Linked DNA regions of Mus musculus: all the other regions are linked to region 3. A link is a contact called in public HiCAR-type and promoter capture Hi-C data. All regions are on one chromosome and are shown on one strand. Each heading gives the region's core, a stretch centred on a gene start, on an enhancer-like site or on the middle of the called end of the contact. The rest is flanking DNA. Distances are from core to core; before and after follow the strand shown. Region 1 holds the start of Usp37 (ubiquitin specific peptidase 37). Region 2 holds the start of Spag16 (sperm associated antigen 16). Region 3 holds the start of Xrcc5 (X-ray repair complementing defective repair in Chinese hamster cells 5). Region 4 holds the start of Slc11a1 (solute carrier family 11 (proton-coupled divalent metal ion transporters), member 1).

Region 1 (3,583 bases), core at 882-3,381, 2.2 Mb before region 3:
CCAATCAGATTGTTTACTTTTGGGAGGAGTCTCTGGAGACTGAACCAAGGGTGTCACACATGCCAGATCAAATATTCTCCTATAATTAATATCTCTACCCATCTTTTTAAAAATGTTTTCTGAGATAGTCTTATTAAATTGCCAGGCTGGTCTTGAACTTGTGATCTGCCTGTCTGAGCTGATATTACAGAGGTGCTGCCACCACCCTCTGGAGGATGTTTTTCTTTTCTTTTTGGTCAGGATATCACTATGCTATCATGGTGGCCTGAACTTTCCATATAGACCAGGCTGGCCTCAAAATTCACAGAAATCCCAAGCACGGCTGTCCTAAATATTTCTTTTTATACTTGAAGTTAAGGTAGTTTTTCATATTTTATTTAGTCATTATGTTACGTTGTCTCATAATGTAATCTAAATACATTATTTTCCTGATAGCATTTCCCCTTGGTGAAACAAAGTGAAACTGGCCTTTGGAAGTGTCTTTAAACTATGCTGCTTCCAGTATGGTTGTGAGTGTAGCCATTCAGTCAGCATTATTTGAGTGCTTACCTTACTGTAGTAGGAACTGTCCCAGTGGTGGGGAAAACAAGTGAACAGGCCTCACCAAATACTTGCCCCTGACTTACAGAGTACAGACAACCCACAAGTAAAAGTAAAATAAAATATAAAAGTCTAGTAATTAAACCGTGGGATCGGTGCTCTATATGAGAAAATGTTGGGGTTACAAGCTACTATGAATATGGTCGGAAAAAGTCACTCTGAGGTAAACTTGTGTGTATGTATGGAGGCAGAGTCCTAAGAAAGACATTCCAGGTAGAGAATATGTAACAGAAAAGTTCATATACTTCTTGGTCGGAGCTTAGGGAGCAAGTGACAAAAACCAAGCCCATAAACGTGACTAAGGACCACATCATACAGGGCTTGTAGGCCAGGGAAGGAGTCTACTTTCTCTAAATTTAACCGAAAGCCATAGTACGACTCTAGGGAGGTATAATACATGATTTGCTTTTCTTGTTAAAAGATAAAACGCGAGGCGTGAGGAAGTCTTTCCTCATGCAAAAAGCAAGTGGCTTGAGCTAGAAGCCCATTTCCGAACCACTGAGATGTGCCTAGGCGAGGAAGTCTAGGATCACGGGACCAGAGCGAATGGCCGTGGCAGTATCCTCATCCCCGCCGACGCCCAGCATTCACAACCCGCGTCCAGATAAACTGACGCCAGGCGCAAAGGAATCAATGAATGGCCTGCTGGGGCAGCGCGGGGCGCGGGACCAGGCCTTGGCGCTGGCAAACAACGCGAGAGGCCGCGCGCCAGGCCAGGAGAGGGGGCGGGAGGGGATGAGAGGGAACAGCGGGGGTCCGGCTCCGCCACGGTCGGCGTGTGGAGACCCCCAGACCTTGCGACTAGGGGCAGGAGCAGCTGGACTCAGGGCCCGGATCTGGGAGCTAGAAAACAGGCTGAGACGGACATCCGAGCGGGAGCAACCACTCACCGCTGCCGTTGCCAGGCTGTGCATGTTTGGAGCGGCCGCCGCACTCCTCCTCCCGCCGGACGCACCGGACCCGCGTCCCAGCTTCAGCGGCTCTGATGCCCAAGATGAAGTGCCGCCATCCGCCTCCGCCTCGCTCCGCCCCCTTCGCGGGCCTTTGACCTCTCACCTCTGACCCTCCGCCCACCCAGCCCTTTCCCGCCTCCCGGACCTCGGCCTAGCAAATAATCTCAAAGTATGTTCTTTGAACCTTCAGATTCGGGATCAAAATGACGTCTGCAAACTACTGGCCCTCGTATCCCCACAGCATCGCAGGTAAATCCTTTGAGAGACGTGAACTCTGACTTTCTCCCGAAGGCCAGACAAGGGCGGGAAAAGGCCAGCAGGCTTGGAAGGACACGAATTGCGCATGCTCAAGCGGTTGCGCGTGAGGAAAATGGTAGGAGGGCCAAAGTTGGTAAAGTGGACGGTGCGCATGTGTATTACAGTGTCGTCACGGCGGGGGCGGGGCCGCCCGGGTTAGGGGCTGGGCATGGTGAGGGGCAGAGCGAATGCTTGAGGGGCGGGACTTGCGCGCTTACGCGCACGCGCCTGGACTGGTTGCGTCGAGAGTGCGTGCGTCCGTACGTGTTTGCGTGTAGTCATAGTTCCCGCCATCAGCGGGTTTAGGTGTGCTAGGAGAGAGACCGGCCTCGCTCTCTGGGGCTAGTAGAGCCCCTTCCTTCCGAGCCTTTCGGCTCCACCCCCTCCGCGGGAACTTTGTGCTTCCGGCAAGCTTGTCCGGAGCTGGGACCCTCTAGCGCAGGTAAGACGAGCCGGGACAGCTTCTGAATTGAGCCGTTTTCCCCGGCACCCCCACCCCACCCCTGCGGTCCGCCCACTCGGCGTCCACTTCAGAGTTCTCCCGGCTGCTGCTTAGCCCGCCCCGGGTCCTTGGATACCCAATGCCTTACAGGTGCCCCGTTCGAGTGTTGCCCCCTTTACTTCTCCTTTAACGCGTCCGTGTTGTCACTTGCTTTCTGCATTCTAAATCTGGCCTCTCTTCACCAAGGTTCAGGTGGTCTCAGCGTACCTCCCTGCAAGGCCTGCTGTCTTTACAGGTGACTTTGTTGCCACATATCCATTAAAACCTTGACTGCGATATTCACACGCCCGCTTGACCATTCTTTACTTTCCTACTCCTCTTAGACATTACTCGCTGAAAGGGAGTGTAATTTTTGTCGTGCCTTTGGTTGCTACCCATATCTAGCCAGGACACTGACGGTGTCTATTGAACCAATTTTAAATCAAAATCTGGAGAAAAATAAAAAGGTAATAAAGTTCCGTGTCGTTGGAGAGTTGTACTGTAGTGTTTTTCAGATATTCCTTTGGCGAGTTAACAGTACCTGATGAGTCTATAGTTGAAAGAACTAATCTAAGAGGGAATGTTAAGGGGGCATTTTGGTTTATTGTGTTAAGTATTAGAGGAGGCTTCTGGGCCAGACAGATAGGCTCTAGTGTGTTTGTATGATGTTTGTCATTTGTCATGTTAATATTTGGGTGAATATTCAAAAGAATAGTGTTGCATACTGGCAAAAGGAAAAGGAGGGACTGAAGACCCAAGGACAGATGTAATCAGTTGGTAAGAAATTTTGTCAGGGTAAATGATTTGGTTTTGGACTGGGGTTCTCCCCTGTTGTACTTCCATTTCTCTCTAAGCTTTAAATTCTGCTATATGTTGATAACTTGAGATTTTCTTATTTTCAGCTCCATATTCAAATAGCCAACTGTCTGCTTAACATCTCAGCTTGATTTTTTCTCCCCTTAGGAATTTCAAATATGATACCTTTAAAAACTGGAGTCAATCTGTCTCTTGTACCCAAATTCTCTCCTTTCCAGTGTCCACTACACCACAAGCGGCATGCATGTCCATTTTGATGACACATAGCCATTTGTTCAGTGACACTGGGTAGAAGCTTGAGAAGCAGTCTTGATTTCTTCATCCTATGTGTTCATATCCTTTCCAAGTTCTGTTTTACTTCTAATATATGTTTTGCATTTATTTCTGACCTTCTTCACTTTGACTTTTCTAATTCAAACCACAGTTCTTTTTCATA
Region 2 (3,241 bases), core at 652-3,151, 2.5 Mb after region 3:
CACCAGTTTTGACTTCAATTTTGTGGGGTTTGCTTTTTGCGGCGGTTCTGTGTTTTACTTTTTAGTCAGTTCTCGTTTTTTGTTGTTTTTGTTTTGGGGGACCATAAAATTGGGTGGGGAGGGAGAAGGGCAGGGTCTGAGAGAAGTTGGAAGGAAGGGATAACATGATCAAAATATATTACATGAAAAAAATGTTAAATTTTTAAAAATGGGTGTGAAAACTGAAATAAGTTGCAGTTTTAATTCAGTGCTCTTCTAGAAATTTCCACAAATCTGATTTTTTGTTTAAAGTTTTATTGTGTAAGAATCCTATGTTTACTTTAAAAATACATCTTCAAAATGTTATCAATTGGTCTTATATTAATAACTAAACTATGCCCAGAGAAATCATTTCCATGACAAAAAATTTACAAATGTTTTGCTGGAATTCACTAGGAAGAACACTGGAAACCCTCATATTTGGTACAGATTAAATTAGACATAATAACATGATTTTTTTAAACTTTAAAGTGAACATTCTGAAACAGATTATAAAGATTCATTTATGACACTAAGGCAGCCCACATTTTTTCAAATTGATTTCAAGACTTAACTCCTATAAAAATAATTTTTATCCAATATAATACTACATATTTTCTGCTTAACTGAGCCTGTTAAAGCTCCCAAAATGAATCACTGCTGGATCTATGAGATCTTGAATTTAAAAACAAGATACTAAACCGGCCATGGTGGCGCATGCCTTTAATCCCAGCAGAAGCAGAGGCAGGCGGATTTCTGAGTTCGAGGCCAGCCTGGTCTACAAAGTAAGTTTCAGGACAGCTAGGGCTACACAGAGAAACCCTGTCTCAAAACAAAACAAAACAAAACACAACAAAACAAAAACAAAACCAATCCAAACAAAACAAACAAACAACAAAAACCCATACTATAACTATTCCAATAATAATAGTAATAGATTTTTTTACTGTCTTTAACATCTTTATAGATAGCCATTTTTCATTTATCTATTGTATGTATGTGGCTCTTATTTTCAAACACTGAGCATTAATCCAGAATTTCCTATCTAGAGAAGAGAAGGCTAAAGACTTACAAAAGAGTTAATGAACCTAATTATACATATAAAATTATTCGTTTTTTTTTTCTGGTACCTACATTCATAACTGCTCATCATGATCTGTTGCTTTTTTCCAAGCATTTGCCTGCTCATTCCACACACATTTATTAGCCCAATGTGGGGGGGGCGGCAGGGTATTACAGTGCTACCACTTAACAGCCAAAACCGAAAGAAACTACAGAGGAAGGTAGGCAACCCTATGGAGAGACCTGGTACAAGACCACAGGGTGCCCAAAGGTACATACAGATCTCCCTTAATATGTCAGTATCTGATGGAAGTTATTAAGAAGGTATGCTGAGGGTGTGTGTGTGTGTGTGTGTGTGTGTGTGTGTGTACCATTCATCAGAGAGTTGGAAGAGTTTTTGTGCCACCTTCATGCCAATTGCCTCCATCCTACAAGTCAGGGTGTAAATTACAAGGTCCTGGAAGGCTTCCCTACTCTGCTCATGACTGTAACCACAGATGAGCCTACACTCCTAAAATGGCTTCTGCTGGGACAGAGCTGGGCTGGCAAGGACTCCACCTGGAGGTCCCATGGACACTCCATCAATGGCGTCCACAGACGCCCCGACAGGAAGCCCCTACGCAGGCCCCGTCAGTCACCAGCCCGCCCGGGAGGCCACCAGAAGGATACGCTCCAGGTAGTAGGCGCCCTCGGAGGTCACCGCCTCTGTCACCTCGCCGGTGGGTGACAAGCCAATGCCCAGCTCCTCCAGCACCCGCAGCGGCGGGACCCCAGACGGAGCAGCCATGCTTGCAACTGCGCCCCTCGGTGCCCCTCCGACTGGCGTCGCGACTCTCGCGAGAACCCGGGACCCCTCACCCCGACCAGCGGGGCACCAAAAGGCCCCGGTCAAGCCCTCTGCGCGTCCGCAGTTACTACGGCAACGCGTTGCCTAGTTACCCCAGACGCCCCAGGAAGCTTGGACTGCAGACCTGAAGCCCAGAACCAGGGACTCATATTACATTTACACAAGCTACTTGTTTGGGTGTTTTTGTTTTCATTTTGTTTGCTTGCTTGCTTGCTTGCTTGCTTGCTTGCTTGCTTGCTTGCTTGCTTGCTTGCTTGCCTGCTTTAACGCCATTCTTTTCGGCTTCCTTTTTCTTCATTGCTTTCCTTTACTCTTTGTTTATCACATGCCAAAGTCGGTCCTCAATTTTTAGATGTGTAGAGAACCTCAAATATTTCTGGGGAAGGGAAGACTTAAGAAAAGGTGGGATACTTGTCTCTGTATTTCTAGAAGAAGTGGGGAAAGTTCTAGGAACCATTTTTGAGGAGCTCCTTAAACCCCTAGCAATGAAAAGTAGGGGTGCTCACCTTTATTACATCCTTTCTAGCAATCTTTTAATTCTTTTATGTGGACATCTGTTTGGACCGCGGCTTCCTACACACGGACTTGGAATAGTCCCAGTCGTATCAAATTATACCATTGATTTTTGCTGAGGTAAACTCACATCCATAAAAAATTATGAGCTACCTATGACCCTAACATAAAGTCTAATAGGTGATATTTGGGATAGGGCATGTAGTTAAGAACTAATGAGCTACCTCAGAGGGAAGGGAGCAGGGAAGAAGGGCAGGGAGGAGATGGAAAGGGGAAAGAGAAGGAATAGCGAGGAGGACAAGAAGGAGGGGGCAGGAGAGAACTGACTAATTTGTCCAATCATGTGTCTCATTGCTGTGATAGAAACTTCTGGTTTATATAGTGTATATACATAGGCATCATTAAGACCATCTTTCAGATTCTTTTTCTTTTTTAATTCTACATTCCTTAATGAACTCTGGTTGATAATTAAATAAAAGCTCACGTTTATTTAATTAAAAAAAAAATACTGGTAACTTCTAGAGGGGTGACTAAGAACCTGAAGGTTGGAATCCGTTTGCATTACTTCCTGTCTACAGCCACACCTAGGCCCGAGGATAATGTCACCTGCCTCAAGTGTTGTTATTAGCTATAAATCACCAGAGCATTAGCCACCTATTCAGAGCATACAGAGATAAGGAATATGAGCTGCTTCCATTACACTTGGTTTTGCGTCTTAGAATAAAGGTCACAATGGTATCTGAAGAGTTCAAGAGTTTGCTCACAGCAAACGTTCTGAGTGCCCATTCAATGCAAAGAAGC
Region 3 (3,304 bases), core at 135-2,634:
TAAATGTAGGCATCACAAAATATGCTGGCTGTGTTCCTTTAATAGGCGGCCACAAATCTACTTTTAAAGTAGCAAACACTAAAAGACTGGGAGTCTTTTGTCAAGAATTAGAGATTCAGAGTAAGGCATCAAAGAGTTTGACAGTGTAAATTCTGGTCTGGAAGAATGGTTTATGATAATTTAAAGTCTTTGGAAGCAGTAAGAAAACCAGGGAAGACAAACTGGGAGGGTACTGCAGCTCTTCATTACCACACTGAAGCAATACAACCTGCTAGAATTTTATCAAGTACATCTGCCACAGTAAGTCCTTCACGGGAGCTACAAAGTTCTCAGCAACTGAAGGCAGAGGAACAAAGGAAGCGAGCAACATCATTATGGGTTCATAATTTCATCAAATTCCCAAATGGGGGTGGAGGAAAACAGAGCTCCGTTATTGAACCCCTATCTTGTTTGTATTAAACGAATGAATGGATCCTTGCCATTGCATCTCTCTCTAGTGATCAAAAACAACCTCTCTAAAGTTTACAGTAATTTCCATTATTAATCTAGGATTCTAAGATCATAGATTCTTAGAAATTGAGCATTCTGTTTTGCTTTTCTTTCAGAGCTCCGAATGAATTCCCATTCACATGTTACCACTCATGGAAAGGGTGACCACGTTCTAATCACTTCAGTTCTTCATGTCTTGCTTGGTTCTCCTACTGACAAGCTAAGGGTAATAATGGTCGTCTCACGGTTTGGTGTGAAGATTTAATTAAATAGGAATAAAGGGCTTAGTTGTGCCTCACACAGTAAGCTTTCAATAAATTCGAGATTTTTAAATTATTATGAAGGTCATAATATTACGTAATATTACACCTTGAGTTATTTCATTCACAGAATCACAAAACCCCTCTGAAGTTTTACGAGCCTGGCATGTAGGGGATCTATCCTCGATAACTTACAAAGATTTTTAGAACCCAGGTTCGGAAGCAATAAAGGACGTCTGTGTTAGCAGGTGGCGTGGATAGAAAGTAAACTGAAGCAACGAGGGAGGAGGGAAGGGTGAGAGGCTGGAGAAGCAGGAGGGAGGATTTCGGAAGCGTGAAGGTGCACAAGACTCAAATGCAGAACTCCGAACCCCAAGTCTTTCGTTTTGAGCATCCATCCTTCAGTGCTGACTCAGCTGCGATTCCCACAGCTTCCACCCTCTAGAGATCCCCGGCTTAGGAAAGGCAAAAGGCCCTGCTCTCGGTACCTTATTACCGGACCACGCCATGCTGGTCCTCAGGTGATTTGATTACTTTTTCCGGGCGGAAACCTAGAGTGTCGCAACTCAGTTCCGGGCAACCCACAGATCCAGACGTCCCGCGTGCAAGGCGGGGAAGCCATGGGCTCTGAGCATGCGCAGAATTCTCTCCCTGCCTCCTTAGGCAAGGCTTTGTTCTCTGAGCCGCTAAAAGCCAGTCAGTACTGGGCTGGAGAAATGGCTCTGCCGTCTAAGACATTTGTCATCAAGCCTGACGAGCCCATTCAAGCTCCAGGCACCCATATTGTGGAGAAAAAGAACCAATTCCACAAGTTGCCCTCTGATCTCCACGTGTCCCACACATCACAATAAGTAAATAAATAAATTTAAAATAACAAGTTTAATAGTAAAAAAGTAAATAGGGGGTTAAAGGGAAAGGGTCCCAGGTTAGGAATGTGTACTGTTTTCGCAAGGGTATTTCAAAGCCCAGCACCTACATCAGCCTTCCGCGGATCTGACGCCCTCTTCTGGCCTCCACTCAATGCACATACCCACATGCAGCCGCGTGCATACATGATTTTTAAAACTAAAAAAAAAATAATAATTGCTATTACTCAATTGATAATAATCCCTTTCGCTAGCAATTTGTATTGGCACTCTGGAGTTAAAAGTCCCCTGTGTAAGATGAATCCACGAAGTCACTTAACTCCTCTAAAGGCCTTCTAAATATGATACTAAAAAAAAAAAAACCATGAACACGATGACCTTAGATCAACGTCCAAAGAGAAGAGTGAGAGTTCACCGAGTTAAAAGAAAAAGATGGCTCACAACCATCTGTAATGGGATCTGATGCCCTCTTCTGGTGTGTCTGAAGACAGCTACAGTGTACTCACATATATTAAATAAATAAATAAATCTTTAAAAAGGAAGAAAAAGTAGGAAAGGCATTCAACTCTACAGACAAAGTGGTTAAAACACCTTAGCCTCTGGGAAGAATTTCCTACTACCCTGGCGTGTCTGTGGCTGGGAAAGATGCCCTTTTCTAGAGATGGAGGCTGTCAATTCCCGTGAGTGTTCACCACTCATTTGCAAGGAAATTGCCCTGCAGTTCTTCCCTTCTGATAACCCTTGCACAGAAACTGCCTGTTTTCTATACAAAAATGACTCACAAGCTGCAGGTGGTTGGACAAAAGGTCCAGAGACCTGGAAAATGTCTGCAAACCTCTGTTCAATGTGGGAAACGTTCAATCAGATTCTCTTTTGTTGAAAATGGTCCCAAGAAAACAGGCACTAAAATTGATATGATTTGGAGAATTTTTGAAGAAGCCTTCAGGGAATGAAGGTTTAAAAATCGAAGCTGATAGGGTTCGAGAGATGGCTCAACAGTTAAATACATTCGCTGCTCTTGAACAGGACTGGGGTTCAGTTCACATATTACAGCTCACGGCCATCAGTAACTCCTGTTCCAGAGGATCCCATACCCTCTTCTGGGTTCTGAGGACACCAGGCACCCATGTGATACACAAACCTACATACGGGCAAAACACTCATACACAGAAAATAAACAAATAAAAATTTTAAAATAAACACAGTGGTGTCTAGACAGACACTTCGCACCCAGAGGACTCTTCCATGCTTTTATTCAGACTAGAGAATTTTTTGAAACTGAAACGTTATTTCTAGTTATAGTTTTACTATGGTTCATCTTTAGAGTTACTAGGGCTTTACCACAGAGAATGTTTGCAAGCTGTGTCATAGTTCCATCTCGGATAGAGTCTCTCTTTTCTCTTCCTCTCTCCCTCTTCTCTTTTTCCCCCTCTCTCCCCTCCTCCTTCTCTCTCCCTCCCTCCATCCCTTCTGTTTCTTTTACTCCCTCGTTTCTACAGACACACACACACACACACACACACACACACACTTCCAATACAAGTCTGTTTCCTAGGAAAAATAAAAAGAGGTTCTAGTAGCTGTCCTTGTTTGCATCTACACAATCTTTATGGAAGTCTCAAGAACCACCCACTTCTAAGCAGTTAGAAGACCATGGTCCTGAAAATGCATGGAGTTTAAGCATTGCTT
Region 4 (3,328 bases), core at 144-2,643, 2.1 Mb before region 3:
TCTGGGTTGGTCCTGTTCAGCAGCAGCCTCTGCAGCTGGCCAGCACATGACCTGTCTGCCTCTTTCAGGCTTCTCAGAGTCCCAAGAGGGGGACCTTGTTGTAATTAAACCTCCCTGTTACAGCTCTTCCCTCCCCAGACCCTTCTCATACTTCAGGCTCTTCTCTCTGGGGACCACTGAGGTCTCAGTCACTCAACTCTATTTCAGGGTTTGGCCCGACAGCCTAGGAATCTGCTTAGAGTGTGGCAATGGGGACCGAGAAGGGGCTCAGAGGCTAAGGCCACCAAACTTGGAACCCACGTAGTAGAAGTGAGCTGACTCTCACAAGTTGTCCTCTGACCTCCACGCGCATGCTCTATAATGGACACAGCTACACATGCACTCGCAAATACGGGCAAATAAACAGAAGTAACTAAATAAATAAATGTGATACATTATAAAAAGAAACATTGTGGCAAAGCTGGATGGCAGCATGCCAGAACCAGGCTGATGCTCGCCTTTATCCCTGCACAAGTCCCTAAGTGATCGCTTCTTTTAGCATCAACATAGTATCTAGGCTCTTTACCCCTGTGGAAAAGCTAAGGTCTTCTTGAGAACCATTTGATTTGTTTTTCCCAAATAAGTACAGAGCACCTCCTTTAATCACTGTCAAGGTCACAGATGGTGCCCCCCTCCCCAGCCTTTAAGGTCGTGGAGGATCCGGTAGGACCTGGGAAGCACTGAGGACATTCCTACCATCCCTACCTGGTCTGCGCTGGGAATGGGGATCTTCTCACTCAGGTAGGTCTCCCGGCAAGGCGCTGGCTGAGGTGCTGGGCCAGGCAGGCTGGAAATGGAGCCATAACTGGGCCTGCTCAGCCTCGGGGGGCTCTTGTCACCTGTCAGGGACCCCAGGATGCTAGGTGGGTGTGTGCTTCTTTCAAGAGCCTGGGATTCAAGCCACCTGCCTCCTCCCACGACCTCGACCTCCGCTCCCCGCAACTGGCAGGTCCACCTATGTGCCAAGCAGAGGTTTCCAAGAATCACTTCCCTCCCAGTGAGCACAGAACTTCTCCAATCCAAATCCCCTGAGTCAGGAGATTTGTGAGACAGGAGGCCCCTCGCTCAGCTGCTTGACCCCCATGCTCTGTCTCCTCCACCAGGTTTAATCCACAGAAGTGCCTGACTGAAGTGCCTCTGGCAGAGCTGAGCCCCCACAGAGACCCTAAATCTTCCTTGCCCCCTCAAGTCACCCCCACTGGAATCCCATTAGGTCCCTGGAGGCCACCACTCACTAATCATGAGGACGCAGGCGGCAGGATACTCTGTGTGTGGTCACCAGGCCTGGCAACTAGCTCCTCAATCTGTCCCCTTCTGTGGGTGCTGGTCCGAGTGAGTAAGAGTGGGAACCCACGCCCTTCCCATCCCCTCCAGACCTCATCTCCACATCACTGAGGGCATGCTCACAATTTCACACACTTGGCGTTTCGAAACACTCACCAAAGGCAGAAGTGACCAGTTGTGGCGGAAGGGGGTGGTAACCCACAGTTTTGACCTTCGTTCCTCTCCTGGATACCCTATGTTCCATAATAAGTCTGGCCCCATTCCAGACACTCCAGATTCTTTGCTTCCAAAATTACCTCCGATTTCTGGTCCTTCCTGCCATTTGGGTATTAATGTTTAATATCTCATGGCAGCTACACACGCACACACACACACACACACACACACACACACACACACACACACACACACACACATACACAGACCTGTCAGGTCTTTCATCTCAGTCTGGAGTTCAAGGGGCATTGTTGACCTAATGGGAAGATGGGAGGGAGGTGAAAATTCCTTCTGCCTGTGGACCTGTGAGGGTCTCACTCAGATAGCATGGGTGAATGTGGTGTGCATATCAAAGCACGAACTCCTGGGTATTTACCCCAGAGAAATTAAACATATGTCCAAACAAAAACCTCCACATGATGTTTACAGCAATGTTTTTTGCAATAATCAGAAGCTGGAATTATCTGAGCTGTCCATCAACAGGTAAGTGGATACATATGACGGACAGAGAAATCTTCAGGAAATCATAGTGAATGAGAAGTTCATCATCTGCCTGGGCTGCAGGCTGAGTTTAAGTCTAAACAACTTAGTGAAACCCTGCAAAGTAAAACCAGTCGTAAGGACGTCGTTTAGTGGGCGAATGATGTGTGCTCAGGTTTGTTTTGTTGTTGTTTTTTTTTAAGTCACTTTTAAAAGCTTATGTATTATTTCAAATTGGTAGCCAGAGTCTACGGCAGGAGAATTGTGTGTTCCGGGTGAGCCTTGCACATACCAGGCAAGTGCTCTACCATTGACCTGTAGTTTCAGCTCTTGATTTTTCAAGACAGGCTTTATGTAGCCCAGGCTGGCTCAGACTCTCAGTCCTCCTGACTCTGCACCTGAATGCAGAGATTATAGATACATGTCATACCTGCCGTGTGTGTGTGTGTGTGTGTGTGTGTGTGTGTGTGTGTGTGTGTGTGTGTGCTGTGTGCGTGCGCGTGCATGAGCACTGTGAGTCCTGGGGATGATGGGTGTGTGGGTCCATGTGCTCTATGCATGTGAGTGTGTGGTGCCTGTTTATATACGGTGCTAAGGATTAGACCTCTGTTCCTCATCCTTGCAAAGCAAATGCTCGGATGCACTGAGCCATCTCTCCAGCTTGTTGTTCCATTTAAACAAACTTATTTTTAAAGATTTATTTTATATATATGAGTACACTGTGCTGTAGCTGTCTTCAGACATACCAGAAGAAGCCATCAGATCTGGTTACAGATGGTTGTGAGCCACCATGTGGTTGCTGGGAATTGAACTCAGGACCTCTGGAAAAGCAGTCAGTGCTCTTAAGAAACGGCTGAGCTGTTTCTCCAGCCCTAAATAGTACTTTTGCAATGGCAACATTCTAGAAGCAAAGATCAGATTTGTGGTTACCCCAGGCTAGGGATAGGTCAGGTAGATAGGTGATGGATGTGGTTATAAATGTGACTTGGAGGAGCCCTGTGCTGTTGAGATGTGGTAAGTAAGGATGTGGTAAGTAAGGAAACCACATGGGAACCGACTGAACAGGACTTAATATACCCATGTGTCCGTGCACCCTTCCACAGATAGTGCATCTGTGAGGAAGTGAGGACATTACATAATGATCCATGACGTTGGATCAATGTGAGTATTCCAACTATAGTAAAAGTAGAAATGCAAACAGACATTGGAAGACCCGTTCCTAGCAATTATTCACATTAGCCAAGGCATGGAAACCAGCCACATATCTGTCAACACATGGATAAATACAATATAGTATAGACATGCCACG

Evidence for each region. Promoter capture Hi-C pulls out the DNA fragments that hold promoters and counts their contacts. HiCAR-type assays count read pairs that join an accessible place to other places.
Region 1: a contact with region 3 is called in a promoter capture Hi-C map of pre-B cells, with 6 times the contacts expected there. The contact joins the promoter of Usp37 here to the promoter of Xrcc5 in region 3. A contact is called at or near these places in 2 of 39 promoter capture datasets (hippocampal neurons and pre-B cells) and 1 of 115 datasets of contacts at active chromatin or transcription factors (embryonic stem cells).
Region 2: a HiCAR-type map of astrocytes shows a contact between it and region 3, with 5 times the contacts expected there. The contact joins the promoter of Spag16 here to the promoter of Xrcc5 in region 3.
Region 4: a HiCAR-type map of astrocytes shows a contact between it and region 3, with 5 times the contacts expected there. The contact joins the promoter of Slc11a1 here to the promoter of Xrcc5 in region 3. A contact is called at or near these places in 1 of 39 promoter capture datasets (pre-B cells) and 1 of 115 datasets of contacts at active chromatin or transcription factors (astrocytes).

What each region holds. Positions count from the first base shown.
Region 1 is chr1:74,504,369-74,507,951 of GRCm38.p6, reverse strand. Usp37 (ubiquitin specific peptidase 37) reads left to right here and starts at 2,131. Exons shown (of 24, transcript NM_001310662.1): 1 at 2,131-2,292. It overlaps Cnot9 (CCR4-NOT transcription complex, subunit 9), which reads right to left and starts at 1,892. Exons shown (of 8, transcript NM_021383.5): 1 at 1,491-1,892. The coding sequence starts at 1,514.
Region 2 is chr1:69,825,630-69,828,870 of GRCm38.p6, reverse strand. Spag16 (sperm associated antigen 16) reads right to left here and starts at 1,901. Exons shown (of 17, transcript NM_029160.3): 1 at 1,750-1,901. The coding sequence starts at 1,867.
Region 3 is chr1:72,305,501-72,308,804 of GRCm38.p6, reverse strand. It overlaps Xrcc5 (X-ray repair complementing defective repair in Chinese hamster cells 5), which reads right to left and starts at 1,384. Exons shown (of 21, transcript NM_009533.2): 1 at 1,238-1,384. The coding sequence starts at 1,258.
Region 4 is chr1:74,373,268-74,376,595 of GRCm38.p6, reverse strand. Slc11a1 (solute carrier family 11 (proton-coupled divalent metal ion transporters), member 1) reads right to left here and starts at 1,393. Exons shown (of 15, transcript NM_013612.2): 1 at 1,275-1,393; 2 at 745-878. The coding sequence starts at 1,281.